Regions from separate parts of the Cricetulus griseus genome. Here region 2 is linked to region 1. A link is a contact called in public Hi-C data. All regions are on one chromosome and are shown on one strand. Each heading gives the region's core, a stretch centred on a gene start, on an enhancer-like site or on the middle of the called end of the contact. The rest is flanking DNA. Distances are from core to core; before and after follow the strand shown.

Region 1 (3,832 bases), core at 1,118-3,617:
GAGGATGTGTTCTCCTTCTTCCTCCCAGGGTTTGTTCTGCAGCTTTCCTCCCTTCCGGGGAGGGGGGCATCTCCCAGAGCTCCAAGCACCCCCCAGCACTAATATACTAAAGGCTCTTGGTTTGCCCCTCTTGGCCACTGACACCTCTCCACCCAACACAGTCCTTTGCAAGTAGCCCCTCCTCCCACCTACTCTTCTTTGTGAATATGCAGACCTTGCCTGCTCAAGTTAGCTGCCCTGGTCACCTCTAATATGCTTGCTCCTTCCCACATTTTGCAGCCATGTATTTAGGGAAGTTAGTCCATGCCTCCAAGTCTCAGCTCTGTGAGGATTGTGTGTGATCAATGGGACGTTGTTTTGCAATATTCCCAGTGGCACATGCTTGTTCTTTTGCTAAGCTATACCCTGGAGGAGCAGTCATTTCCTCCAAGACAGGTTTACAGCAGAAGAGAGAGGAAGTTTTGAGTTTCAAAATCCAAGACTCTGGGGGGCATAGGGAGCAAGAAAAACCCAGGAGCAATCTCTTAGGAGGCCTACAGATGTCTCTGAAGGCTCCCCACTCCCAGGCAGAGCTGTCCCCTTCCTATTGTCCCCTAATGCCTCTGGAAGTGTGGGCATTCAAAGTGCTGAGAGTGAATGATTCCAGCTGAGTCCAGGTGACTCTGAAGCTGCCCTGTGATGGTCTGCTGTCGTGGGGTGACCAAGGAGAAGATGCTCAGAGTGGGTATAAGCAGGCAGGTCTGGTGACGAGTATCAGTGATCAAGTGCCGATATGTCCCTGATGTGAATGTAAGAAGAGGTAAGAACAGGGGTCTAGGGCTCCCAGCCTAATGCCTTGGTGCTGAATACACCCACCCTCCATGCCCACTTAACCTCAGCAGAAAAAGAGAGGAATTCCAAGCACATCCACTTGATACATTCATTTCTATCCCCTGCAGAATGGCACCTTGGAGATGGGGTCTTTAGAGAAACAAAGGTCCACTTTCTGCAGTTGTTTGTGGGTGACTTCAAGTGACCTAGAGCAACCCATTTCCCCATGCTCCTGAAAATATCACTGACTGGTGGCCTTGCTGAGAAAAGCTCCGTGGCCGCTAGGTGACTTCTCCAGACCTCTTTGTGCTCTTGTACCTATGCAGTTGAGCTTATTCCTGAACTCCTTAATGCTACTGAGTTTGGTTACTGTCATTTGTAACTTAAATAACTGCCCTGTAATGTAATGAAATGAAACTATGAAAAAAAAAAACAGAGAGAGCAGTGGTTTCTATGGTAATTAAGCTGAGTGTTTCTTAAGGGCACACTGTTGAAAGAAAAGAAAACTGGCTGTCACAGTGGGGGTGTGTATCAGGCAGTTGCAAACGTTTGGAGAGATGGTAGGTGTCTGGAATGTTCTGTGCTTAGAGTACTTCAAAGTTTTTTCTGCGTCCTTCCTCCACCAGAATGAACTGATATTGCAAAGCACACAATCCCATAAAGGTGGCTTGTGCAAGTAAGAAGGAAGCAGGGTTTACCACTCTGCACGAATATGAACTCTTTTTACTTGAACATAAAATGTTGGCAAGTGGAGATGCTTTCATGCCAGAAGTTAAAAGATTCGCATGTAGGGCTGGGGAGATAGATGGCCCAGTGGTTAAGAGCACGGGCAGGAGAGGGCGTGGGTTCCGTTGCAGCACCTACGTTTTGGCTTACAACTGCCTTTTACTCCAGTTTCAGGAGGATCTGACTCTCTTTTCTATCTCTGTGGGCACCAGGCACGGAAGTGGTGCACATACATACACGCAAGCGAAGCACTCATACACATAAAAAGATAAAAACAAACTCTTAAAAGCACTAAAATGATGTTATCCTGAAAAGAGATACACGTGTATATATGTATCTGTAGATATGCAATATACATGTACACAGTTTTCTGAGGTGGGTATTGATACCTGAGCCTGGTGCACGCTAGGCAAGCACTTTATCATTGAGCTACAAACCTAGTTTGTGTTTAAAGGCTACACCACGCTCCGCCCGCCCCCCCCCCGCCCCCATCTCCATCAAGGAGAAGCATCCTATTTGTTAAGGCCTGTCACCGGTACTTGGCATGTTTCACTTAATGGCAACTTATTTTTCATTAAGAAAATCTGGGACTTGGGGGTGTCTCAGGTGTGCCCGAGGGTTAACAGGGAGCCCTGTAAAGTGTTTCAGATAGCCAGCATGCAGTAATACAACACTCTGGGCCACCAGGGGTCAGAACTGGGCAGTCACGCCATGCCTCAATCTTCCCGGCAGGGGGCGCTGTCCGGCCGCAGTGACCGCACGGGCCGCTTTCTGATTGGCTGGAACCCGTGGCCCTAGTCTATCACCTCACGACCCGGCCACTAAGTGGCGAAACTCGCCAGCTAGAGCGCCAGTCTGAGGGCCTCCGAGGCAGCGGCACGGCGGGCGCGGCGCGGCGGGAGGGGACAAGATCAGGGCAGGAGGCAAGCGGTTAATCGAAAAGAGCCCCGCACAACCAACAAAATGCTGTCCTGGCGGCTGCAGACGGGCTCCGAAAAGGCCGAGCTTCAGGAGCTCAATGCTCGCCTTTATGACTACGTGTGCCGGGTGCGGGAGCTGGAGCGCGAGAACCTGCTGCTGGAGGAGGAGCTGCGCAGCCGGCTGAGCCGCGAGAACCTCTGGATCGAGGACCAGGCGCGCTTCGCCGAGGAGGCGCGCAGCCTGCGGCAGCAGCTGGACGAACTGAGCTGGTCCACAGCGCTGGCCGAGGGCGAGTGCGACGCGCTGAGGAGGGAGCTGCTGGAGCTGCAGCGGGAGGGCGCGGAAGCCAGCACTGCCCGCAGCCGCCTGGACGCAGAGCTGGTCGCGCAGCGGCGGGAGTTGGAGGAGGCACTGGCGGCACGCGCCGCCCTCGAAGCGCTGCTGGGCCGGCTGGAGGCTGAGCGCCGCGACCTGGACGCGGTCCACGAGCGCCAAGTGCGGGAGCTACGCTCTCGCGCCGCCAGCCTCACTATGCACTTCCGAGCCCGCGCCCCGGGCCCCGCCGTACCCCCGCCGCGCCTGCAGGACGTGCACGACAGCTACGCGCTCCTGGTGGCCGAGTCGTGGCGGGAGAGCGTGCAGCTTTACGAGGACGAGGTGCGCGAGCTGGAGCAGGCGCTGCGCCGCGGCCAGGAGAGCCGGCGCCAAGCGGAGGACGAGGCGCGCCTATGCGCGCAGGAGGCGGACGCGCTGCGGAACCAGGCGCTGGAGTTGGAGCGGCTGCGCGCGCGGCTGGAGGATGAGCTGCTGCGGATGCACGAGGAGTACGGGATGCAGGCGGAGGAGCGGCAGGTCCGTGGGCAGGGACCGCGCCCCTTCCCTGTAGCCTGCCCAGACATCGCTGCGCATCCAGTGGGCAAGCGGCGGGGTTCCCTGGACCTGGAGCGGAGTTCAGCCCCACCCAGGGAAGCGTATGCTGCCAGCAGCTTTGCTATTTATGAGGCCACAGGATTCTGGCATGTAGCTAACCTAAGAATAAGGGCTTACTTAGTGCAGTGATCTTTTTGATGCCATGTGACAGGTCCCAGTGGATAGCTTAAAGTGTCAGTTTTAGATACAGACGTGTCTAGGCACATCCTGACCAATGATCCTGCTAGCCCCGTCTTTCTTTTCTTTCTCGTTTCCTGGGCTTGCTAGATCTAGCAGCCTGAAATCCAAAACTCAGCCCAGATTTCAGACTTGGACAGGCAGCGTACTGGAAGGTTCCAAGGCACTTCCAAGTCCTCACCTGGAGGCCGCCCACTCTTCTAGGGCTCCAAGTGCCTCTTTAATTTTACCAGAATTATTTCCCAGCTGGAGGCATCTGCTCGCAGCT
Region 2 (4,150 bases), core at 14-2,513, 94 kb after region 1:
TGTGTGTGTGTGTATACATGTGAGAGCGAAATACTAAAATTTAACAATCTGGACTGAATGGCTTGTGAATGTGGATGCCTTCTATAATCAGAAAGAGGATGAAACACAGGAAGCGACTAGGGATAGACACATGCTTAGATCAAGCAAGGTTAGAGCTCAGAGCAATGCTGATTTGGGGGAATAAAGATTTTGACCTTTGCAACCCAACCGAGTTTGACCTTTGCACTCTTGATGAACTGAAAATGGGTATGTAATCATCATGTTTCCATACTGCATCTTACTTCCTCAGAGAAGGCCCACAGAGATCCTTGATAATGGGAGTCCTTGATCTAAACATGGTTTTATGAAATCACTTAGTCAGATAATTAGATTTCTTGGTAGAAAGGCTGGAATTTAAATAAAAAAAAATGAGCGTCAGCAAACTCTGGTGGAAGGATCATGTCTGCTCACTGGTAAACAGAGGTGGTGTGTTTGCGCATCACAGCTTTGGAACAGCAATGGTAAACCTGAATAGTTGTCACAGTGATCCTATAACCCAAACAGCCTAAAATCGTTATATCTTTACAGGCTAAGTTTGCTTGATGTCTCACTTAAAACCTAGAAAAACATCACATGCTGTGTAAATGACTTCAGATTCTTTTCTATCCAATTTGCACAAAGAACTCAGGCAAGGTCGTCCTTTCTTGTGATCAGAAATGACCCTGTCTGTCAAGGAAGGAAAGCACGCATCCTCTGCCTCCAGCACTACGGTCGAAGACACGCGAACAGAACAGAGAAACCCAAGCATCAAGATGAGTGCACCTGAGCAAACACTGTACACGGAAGCCAAGAGCAAAGCTAGTGAATGAGAAAGTAAGCGAGACGGTGATGAGGCGTCCGCATTAACTCAGCTAATAGCAATTCCTCCCCCGAGGAGGTGAGTAATGATGCAGACCACACATAACCTTCAGTGAGCTACCAACAGCACACTACTTCATGTTTAGAAAAAGGCCCGACACGTTTCGGAGTCTCAAGATGGTCCCAATCTCGCTTCTCAGAGGAAAAGTAATGGGAAAGAGTACAGGCTGGGGGCGGAGCATCAACTGCAAGCTCCACCTCAGGAGCAGAACACGCACACACTCAGCTGGACCACCCACAGGCAAGCACGCATGGAGTGTGGGCAAGAACAGACCTCTGTGGCTTCCTCATCTGAGCCCGTCCAGTCAGGTCGTGCGGAGCATGGGGGACTCCCCTGAGGCCTGCCACACACAATCAGGCCTTATGCTACAAGCAGCAGCCTCAGCTTGTCCTTGTGGAGATGTGGGCTCACCAGCGATGTCTCAGCTCTATATCCCTTCTCACCACAAACAACAGGAAGACAGTGAGTCAGAAAGATCAGTTCACAGTGATGGAAAACTGTGTGCAAATGAGCCAGGAAATTTACAGATGCAACTGAACTAAAAATAAATAAATAAATAAATGACAATGTTCTCATGAGAACAATACATATTCACCATCAAAACTAAGAAAAGATGGGTGAGTGTAATTTAAAAATATGTGAAACGAGAGCCATCAACCACATATACAAACGCCCCCCCCTGAATAAATTATAAGCCTAAGTTTATAGAGCACAATTTTGAGATGTTTTAGAGAAAAGAGAAGGAATGGAAACCTGGAACCTTCGGCAAGGAGAGTGCCTCTTCTATGAGATAAACATCTGAACAGAAAAGGCAGGCAAATTAGTTGCAGGAAATCCTAAAACTCCTAGCCCTGGGGGTGCAGCTCAGTGGTATCACATGTTCAGCAGCCACGAGGCCCTGGGTTTGACTCCCAGCCACTCACACAAATTAGAATAAAACAAGAACAATTCCAGGACCCCGGGATAGCACAAGGAAGGCGGAAGGGATGAACTGAATTCCAGAGTATGTGTAACACCTGCAACCAACAAATAACAGGGCCAGATGTATGAAGAATGCCTAAGGAGTTAATTTGTAATACAAATAGCCACATAGAAAGATGTAAAAAAGCCAGGTGTGATGGCACATGCCTTTCATTCCAATACTTGGAAGGCAGAGGCAGGTGGATCTCTATGAGTTGGAGGTCAGCCTGGTCTACAGAGCAATCTTCAAGCCAGCCAAGATAACAAAGTAAGACTATGTATCAAAAAAAAAAAAAGGTAAATAGATAATTCACAGGACAGAAATTGCAAATGTTTAGGAAACATGAAGATGTCAAGGAAAGTAATCACAGCATTTGCACCCATATGATCAGCAAAGATAAGCAGCTAGACAACATTAAATGCTGGCAAAGATGAGGAGTAACATCAATTCATATACCCTGCTGATGGGGACAGAAATAAGCAGATGGAGAGTGTTTGGGAAGCCTGGAAAGACTGGGGGTGGAGATACTTGACACAGAGTCAGCTGTCCCCCTAGGCAGACACTTGGGACATAAGTGTCCGAAGAGACGAAATAACGATTATGTACATGGTGCTCATAGTAGGTCTAAATCAGCCAAACTCAGACAAGAATCACCCAAAATGAGGAAATTAGAACAATCAATGGGGATATACCTCAAAATGTATGGGGAATGCTATTGGGGGGAGGGGGGAAGCAAGCTACAGAATGAAACTTACACACTAAGTTTGAAATAGAAAATATATATATATATATATATATATATATATATATATATATATTCAATCATACATGATCAGAAAAAAAAAACAACACTCATCTTAACATGGTAAATGCCTATTAGGATAGTGGTGAGCGCCTGACAGGTTTCCATTTGTAAGAGGTTTTCTATTTGTCGAGCTTGGTCACACACACAGGAGACTCCAGATAACATTACCTACAGTTCTATGTGCTTCAAATACTTTACTAAAGATAAACAAACAACAGCCTGGTGGACAATGTGTCACAGAAAGAAGCCTTTTCGGTGGCCCTGTGAATTTGGTGGTGCAGGTTATTACAGGGTCTCCCCACTAAACACAGGCAGAAATGGGGCTGCATGCTAATCCAGCCCACAGAGCCTTCTGAAACTCAAAGGCAAAGTGGAAAACACACTCACACTAGATTGACAAAATAGTTCATAAAAAGGGACTGAATGAGTATTATATCAAGGACCAACTAAATTACAATCTTCCCTCTATCTCCAACTCACAAAAGCATCAGTCAGTGTTGGGTACCCTTGTCTCCAGTCCCTCCTGTGTGACCTGTGCGGCAGCAATGTTTTCTCCTATCCCTTTCTATCTGTCGTGGGGGATGCTTGGGGATTTACCATCTAGTGTGCTTGTGGTGCACTTGGTAGCTTGTGGAAACACCAGACAGATGACAAGACAGATAACTCCGAACAACAGAATGCGACAGTATGTTTGGCAGGTTCACAACTTACACCATGGCATATTTTATTGAATGAAAATATATCCAGTCATTCCACAGAGCACATGACATCTAATATAGAGATGCACACTCGCTCTACATGCATTAACAGTGTTACTAAAGCCACAGAGTCTCCTCTCAGAAGTCCCTGGAGGGGGGGGGTTCGGTGAGAACACTGCACATCAGTGAATGGGAAGGAGTGTGTGGGAACACAGCTGGGGTGACAACAGGATGAGAACCAAATCTCCAAAGAGGACAAGTGGGGTTCCCAAGGGTCAACATTTGAAAAGATTTGCATCCAGGCCTCTCTACACGTGGCGAAACTTTGCTGTTTAACACATTGCCAGAATGCCATTTGGCATTAGAGAATTCCTCTGTGCTGTGCACAGCATCCTGGGCACTGACCTGAAAGAGCAGGCCCTAAGCTTGTGTGTGGACGCCTTTAATCCCAACACTCAGGAGGCAGAAGAGGCAGGCGGATCTCTGTGAGTTCCAGGCAAGTCTGGCCTATGTAGTGAGTTCCAGGATAGCCAGGGCTACATAGTGAAACCCTGTCTCAAAACACAAACAATCAAACAAAAGGAAAAGGAAAGAAGAAAGGAGACTCCAAACATGATATCACGTGGTCACAGAGAAAGCTGGGAGTGGCCGTATCGCCATCAGCAACAACACCTTGTGATTTGAAAACATTCTCCCTCATGCACCTGTACATATAAAGACAACCCGTCTCTGGGATCTAAGTGCTAGTTCCCAGAATTAAACACAATGCTGAGCACTGAGGGGGGAAG

The links. A called contact is a pair of places that touch in the nucleus more often than the background predicts.
Region 2: a contact with region 1 is called in a Hi-C map of the CHO-K1 cell line, with 9 times the contacts expected there. The contact joins the enhancer-like site here to the promoter of Synm in region 1. A contact is called at or near these places in 6 of 8 Hi-C or Micro-C datasets (the CHK-Q cell line, the CHL-YN cell line, the CHO-K1 cell line and 2 more).

The regions. Positions count from the first base shown.
Region 1 is chr3:129,452,002-129,455,833 of CriGri-PICRH-1.0, forward strand. Synm (synemin) reads left to right here and starts at 2,368. Exons shown (of 4, transcript XM_027408120.2): 1 at 2,368-3,309. The coding sequence starts at 2,500.
Region 2 is chr3:129,546,653-129,550,802 of CriGri-PICRH-1.0, forward strand. All of the region lies in intron 6 of Ttc23 (tetratricopeptide repeat protein 23), which reads right to left. Among named protein-coding and RNA genes, the nearest start is that of Ttc23, 37 kb to the right of the region's middle. Within about 2 kb of position 1,264, at least 1 of the 6 cell types and tissues checked has open chromatin away from gene starts, as enhancers often do. A contact at or near this core is called in the CHO-K1 cell line, where this site is marked.